Linked DNA regions of Oryctolagus cuniculus: region 2 is linked to region 1. Evidence: chromatin contacts called from public Hi-C data. All regions are on one chromosome and are shown on one strand. Each heading gives the region's core, a stretch centred on a gene start, on an enhancer-like site or on the middle of the called end of the contact. The rest is flanking DNA. Distances are from core to core; before and after follow the strand shown.

The links. A called contact is a pair of places that touch in the nucleus more often than the background predicts.
Region 2: a Hi-C map of psoas muscle shows a contact between it and region 1, with 5 times the contacts expected there. The contact joins the promoter of TCF12 here to the enhancer-like site in region 1. A contact is called at or near these places in 3 of 6 Hi-C or Micro-C datasets (embryonic fibroblasts, psoas muscle and skin fibroblasts).

What each region holds. Positions count from the first base shown.
Region 1 is chr12:79,574,527-79,577,621 of mOryCun1.1, reverse strand. No RefSeq gene overlaps it. Among named protein-coding and RNA genes, the nearest start is that of ZNF280D, 100 kb to the right of the region's middle. Within about 2 kb of position 1,496, at least 2 of the 8 cell types and tissues checked have an H3K27ac peak or open chromatin away from gene starts, as enhancers often do.
Region 2 is chr12:79,685,006-79,688,089 of mOryCun1.1, reverse strand. It overlaps TCF12 (transcription factor 12), which reads right to left and starts at 1,651. Exons shown (of 21, transcript XM_070054251.1): 1 at 1,512-1,651; 2 at 446-542.

The sequences.
Region 1 (3,095 bases), core at 247-2,746:
CCCAAAATCTGTAACTCAGGAAGCTCAGGGAGTTTCCTTATGCAATGTCTGAATGTGAACAACCGAAGGTGGCCGGGGCCTGGGCTGGGTTCAGGGCCAGACTGTATTTGCCCAAAGTCAGGGATCATTGCCATAGACAAGGACTCCTGAAGAAAACCTTGAACAAAAACCACTTTGATCATTAGATGAATCAGGGGGTCAACTCAGACTAAATCCACTGTGGCTTTATTTTCTCTCTTTATTCTAAAACCCTTTAAAAATCATTTATTTATTTGACACACACACACAGAGAAAGATACACAAAGAAAGAGCACTGGTTTACTCCCCCAAGTACCTGCAATAGCCAGTGCTGGGCCAAGCTGAAGCTGGGAGCCAAGAATTTAATCCAGGTCTCGGATATGGGTGTCAGGGTCCCGAGTACTTGAACTATCATCTGCTAACTCCCAGGGTGTGCATTAGCAGGAAGCTGGATTCAAGAATGTAGCCAGGGCTCAAACCCAGGTACTTCGATATGAGATGTGGGCAACAATTGCCCCGGACTATCTTTCTTTTGTTTTGTTTTTAAAAATTTATTTATTAGAAAGTCCAAGTTACACACAGAGAGAAGGAGAGGGAGAGAGAAGGAGAGGCAGAGAGAGGGAGAGGGAGAGGGAGAGGGAGAGGGAGAGGGAGAGGGAGAGGGAGAGGGAGAGGGAGACTTCCATTTGCTGGTTAACTGCCCAATTGACCAAAATGCCTGGAGCTGCGCCTATCCGAAGTCAGGAGCTTCTTCCAGGTCTCACACATGGGTGCAGGTGCCCAAGCACTTGGGCCATCTTCCACTGCTTTCCCAGGCCATAGCAGAGAGCTGGATCAGAAGAGCAACAGCCGAGACTTGAACTGGGGCCCATACAGGATGCCGGCACTGCTGGCAGGGGCTTTAACCTGATGCAATATAGCGCCGGCCCCTATCTTTCTTTCTTTTGTACTCAGTTATTCATTTAAAAATAATTTTATTGTATTTTACCAGCATTTCTGTGTGTAAGTACCAATCTGCTACATTCTAAAAAGCGGTGGGCGTTAATTTACTTATCTTACAGAATGTTTACAAGTTCCAAGTCTCACCTTCCACCTCAGATCTTTCTGTTTTTGTCTGGTCTCCTAAGTTTTTGTTTAGTTGCCTTACAAACAGGTTCTTTTTCTCCGCGTTGCTCCTCTGAATTGATGATTCATTCTGAAGTGCTGAGTGCCTGTTGTTCTAGCCTTTCCTCAAACTCCCTTGTCTCCCTGATGGAGGCAGTTAAGCCCTCCCCTGTGTGCAGGCTCCTGGACAACCTGCTTCACTCGTGTCCGGAGTCCAGGTAAGAAGCTGGACGAGATTCCCCTGGCTGAAACTCCTGGATGTGTTGCCTTTCCCTGTCCCCCAACAGTTTCTAAAATGAAAGCCATGACAGGTCTCAGCCTTTCTGGCAGGACATCCCTCTGGCTCTGATGGAGACATACGCAACTGGAAGCGGCGGACATGCCCAGACCTTCCAGCTGTAGGCTTTCCAATACATCATGTTGGGGCCCTTATTCCCTGTTGCTGCTTTTTGGCGAGGCAGCTCCCTCTAGCCACAGGCATTCCTTGGGCAGCTGTCTGAGTTAACATCTGAGCTTGGCCAGCACTAGTGCAGCTGTGGGCTCTGGCATTGCTGCTCCTGAGTAAATTCCCCACTAAGCCCGCAGAGCTGACTTGATTTCTCTTTTGGGTGTGATTATCTTACAACAAGGCCAGTTATATAGGTGTGAGATGTATGCAGTCACATTGGGACCTGCACTCAGAAGATCCTGTACTTGATTCATGCTATGCTATTGCTGTCTTGAAATTTTAAATACTTTTTGAATAAAATTTTGCACTGTTCTCCATAAATTCTGTAGCTTCTCCTTAGGAGAAATAGAGAACATCACTGGCATTTGGGGAAGTGGGTGAGGCTTATTGACTAATCTGGCTTCTTGGGAGTCCAGAACAACCACAACATCGAGTAATTGTTTAAAAATATATTTTCAGATGCAGTACCACATCCTGAAGAACGTATTCTTATGGAAAGCTTCCCAACCCTCTAAATAAACTTTTTTGGTGCTTCAAGAAAAAGAGAGAAGGGTAGACATCCTCTAGAATAGTTGCTCAATGTAAATTTTTGTGATGACATTAATGTTCTACACCTTTGTTGTGCAACATGGCAGCCACTACTGACAGCTACTGAAAACTTGTTTTGTGGCTAATATTAATTTTTAATTTATTTTAATTATTTTAAGGTTATGGTTAAATAACTACATGGGGCTAGTAGCTACCATGTCTGACAGCATAGCTCTAGAACAACAAAGTAATTTCTGATCTTTGTGCTTTGATTACATTTTTTCACTTGTTCCACAGCAAAGCAGCTATGTTTTATAGAGAAAGGATTTTCTAAATTCAGATTTAAGGCACATCAACCTAATAGGGGTAGAGGGAGGACTCGAATCATAGTATTTTTTCTTAAGTGTAGAGAAAATATCCTTTCCATTCATGAAAGCTAGGTCATGAGGCTTGTGGTGCTAGCCTACAAGGGAGAGATTACATGGATGAATGACTCGTCTAAAGACTGCTCTTTCCAGTTCCAGGGATTACCAAAGAAATAAGGAAGGTAAACAGGAGGCATGAAGGTCAGAGGCCAGAGTCCTGGCAAGGAGTGGTGGTGAGGAGGTGGAGGTGGGAGGAAGGTTGATGGATGAACTTGAGCCATCACTCCTGGGTCCTGTGACCTTGGTGTTGTATAGGAGTTCTAGCAAGTCTCACATGTTCTGATGAGACACAGAGATTTTGAGAGCACAGGGTATATCAGAGGGTTCTGGTCAAAACAAAGATGTAGCTGAGTAAGAAATTTTCAGATGACCAGAACAACAAATTCCAGAGATAATGACTTTGTGTCAAAAGGCCAGACCAGAAAAAAACCATACTTCATAGGTCACCAGCCCAGGGACCAGAAAATCAAACCTCCGCCATTGACCCATAGGATCCAGATAGTACAATCTCTGCTGGCTCGAGTCATTTAAACTTTTACAGATCCCATACACTTGAAGGAGATAGAGAAATG
Region 2 (3,084 bases), core at 402-2,901, 110 kb before region 1:
AGTATGGAAATTCTAGCCCTGGACTGGTTTAATTTAGCTCACATCTTTCAGGTACCATCAACCACACCAGATCTTCGGGAGGGAACTCGCAGAGAGTTGGGGGTGAATTTTTTCCCTCTTTTTTTTTCCCCTATAAAATCCGAAATTTCTACCCAACATCAGGGTCAAAGGGTGACTCAACCGAAGCTCACGATCACATTGTTCTCCTTCTACCCGGTTAAATCAAATGACCCCTCTGGCACTAAAGTTTGAAATCTGCAAGTCTAGACATTACATCAAAGTTCAGGTGTCCAACTTGGGGGAGCTGGACTCCAGCCCTGAGAACCACTACTCCAGGGTAGACGGAGCGGCCCCGCAGTCCGGTCTCCAGGTCGCTTCCCCCCTCTGCCTTTCTTTCCCGGTAAACCCCAGCAGAACCCCGAGATGCCGTGGCGAGCTCTCGTACCGCACTGAAGTCCAGCAGGTCGCTCAGCTCCTTGTCGGTCCCTATAGCGGCCATGCGCTGTTGCTGGGGATTCATCTTCGGCCACTTCTAGCAGGTCCTAAGGCAGAGGAAACAGGCTCAGCGAGGGACCACCGAGGCCCAGAGGCTGTGAGGGGGTGGCGGGAGGCGGAGTGGGGGAGGAGCAGCACCGGGGGCGTCGGGCTGACTTCCAATAACCCCACTCGTTCCCACCGCCGCGCGAGCGGGGGGCGGGAGGGCTCGGCGCCCGCGCCGGGTCTCCGAATCCACGCGTTCCTCCGCGCGGCCCGAGAGCTACGCGGCGGCTCCCGCAACTCGCCGCTCTCCCGCAAGTTTCCAAGCCCGTCCCTGCCCCCGCCCCGGCGCCCCCGGCCCCGCGCCGCCGCCGGGTGCTCGGCGCACCGGGCCTGGGCCGGGCGGGGGGGTCTCCCGGGGCGGGGTGAGGGGCAAATCGGCGTCCGGCGAGGGGAGATGCGAAGTGACTCACTCGCTCGGCAACAATAGAACTGACAAGTTGCAGGGGAACGCGCCGCTCGCAGGCCCGCGTCTACGGCCGCCGCCGCCCGGACGTCCCCCGGCGGCCCGAGGGGTCGGAAAGCACCCCCGGAGCGTCGGGGAGCGTTTGAAAAAAGAAAACAGAAACGTCCACAACTAGTGTAGCTCTCGCCTGGCGTCCTCCTCCCCCGGCTCGGCCTCCTCCCACTTTTGCTGCCCTGCCTCGGACCTGCCGAACAATGAGCCTGGCTCCGCGGCTGAAGCCGCCCGCTCCGCCGCGCACCCCGGAGCAGGAGCCCCGGCCCGAGCCGTGCGCCCAGCGGGGCGCGCAGGCCGAGCGCGCAGCCCGCGGGCCTGGCGGCCCGCGACTCGCGCCTCCGCCCCATTCCGCTCCCCAACTTGGAGAGGACCCTGGGTTCGGCGCTGTACAAAGGGGCGCGGAGTTCAGGCGCGGGCCCGGGGCGCCCCCAGCTCCGCCAGGGACGCGGCGACGGCGCCCCGCACCCCCGGCCCCGTCACACCGTCCCCCTCCCGCTCTCCAGCCCGCAATTACCTGCCGCCCCGTCTCCGCATCCAACCACCCCGATTAAAGTTCACTTTGGCCGGGAGAGCGGGTTCGGGCTTCCTCTTGCACTGCCCGGCAGCTCAGTTCACTTTGCCCCGCGCGAGCTCTCGGGTCCGGACGGGGGAGGCGGCTCTCGGGCCTGGCCGCCCCTTCCTCCCGGGGCGGGCTGGCGGTCCCCCCGAATAGAACTTGTGGGTCTCCTCAGGCGGACATTTTTTTCGCTGAGGCGGCCTCAGCACCGCGCTCGGCTCGCCTCCGGATCCCTCCGCGCCGGGAAGAGCCCCGAGTTAACCCCTTCGTCCCCGGCCCGCTCCCGCCGCCTGCGCCGAGGAAGTGGGGCTGGCAGAGGGGGCGGGGAGGAGCCGGCGGGAACGGGGAGGGGCCGCGGCGCGGCCGGTGGACAAAGCCCGCGGTCTGGGGAGGCGGGCCGGAGTGCGGGCGGGCGGGCGGGCGGAGAGGGGTGGGAGGCGCGCGCAGGCACCGCGGGGAAGCAGGGCCGCCTTGCCCGCCTAGGACGCTTCGCCTGGGCCCCCCTCCCCCGGGAGCGCCAAGGCGGGCACCGCGGCGCCTCCTCGGGCTCGTCTCGCCGGGACTTGGGCCCCGAAGCGAAGCGACGGAGTCGGAGGCCGCAGGGCACCGAAGACGGCCGTTCCCGGACGCCGCCGTCAGCTGGGCCCGGAGGCTTCGACCCCGGAGCGCCACCTCAGCTGCTCTTGGAGTAGGTGATGGTGGTCAGACTCGCTGCCGAGCCGAACGCAGGAGCAAAGGCAGCTCCCCTCCTCGAACCACAACAAAGCGTGTGGTTTCGGGTTTTCAGACCCTCTGTTCACCACCGAGCCCCTGCGTCCGCAGCCCCCTTCTCCCACCGCGGGACGAGTCCCTGGAAGTGGATCAGGCCGGTCCCTTCGTTTCACAGAGACGGCGCAGGAAGCTTCCTGTCGCGCAGCCAGCCTCGGTGCGCGAGTTCTGAACTTGGCCTGGAGAAGCCCCAGAGTAGCAAAGAAGACAGCTGAGCCTCTTGAATGGCAGTTAGGGTTCTCATTCTTTTGGGTCGGTGAGTGCAGAAAAAAAAAAAAAAGAAAGAAAAAAAACCGCTAAGATCCAGGCAGAAAACACTGAAGAAAGAAGACGTTCAAACTAACGCGGTGAAGAGGCAGCCAACGCCTGGAGGCAACAACGTGGCGAGGAGCCTTTGGATCCTGGACTTGGATGGACACAGGGAGGTAGATTCGCCTACAAATACGCCCCTACGGTGCTTGTTAGCACTGGAGCTGTCCAGCGGGAGAAGGCGGCTGTAGTTTGGGGGTGGGAGGGTGCCTGGGGTTCTAATGGCTACCTACGCCTGGCTTTATGTCAGATACTGCGGTAGCCTGGCCTCCCCCCCTTATCTCGGTAAACACCCCTTATCCTAGTCCATCCCTTCCCTGGACATATAGTGGAGCATGTGGTTCCAATCTAAATAAATTAGCACCGTACTATTGTTTGTCACAGTTATTGGTTGCAATTGTCATGACACGCTTTGGTTCAATGAGAGAGGTAATTTGGTAGAGTCTTTGGGAAA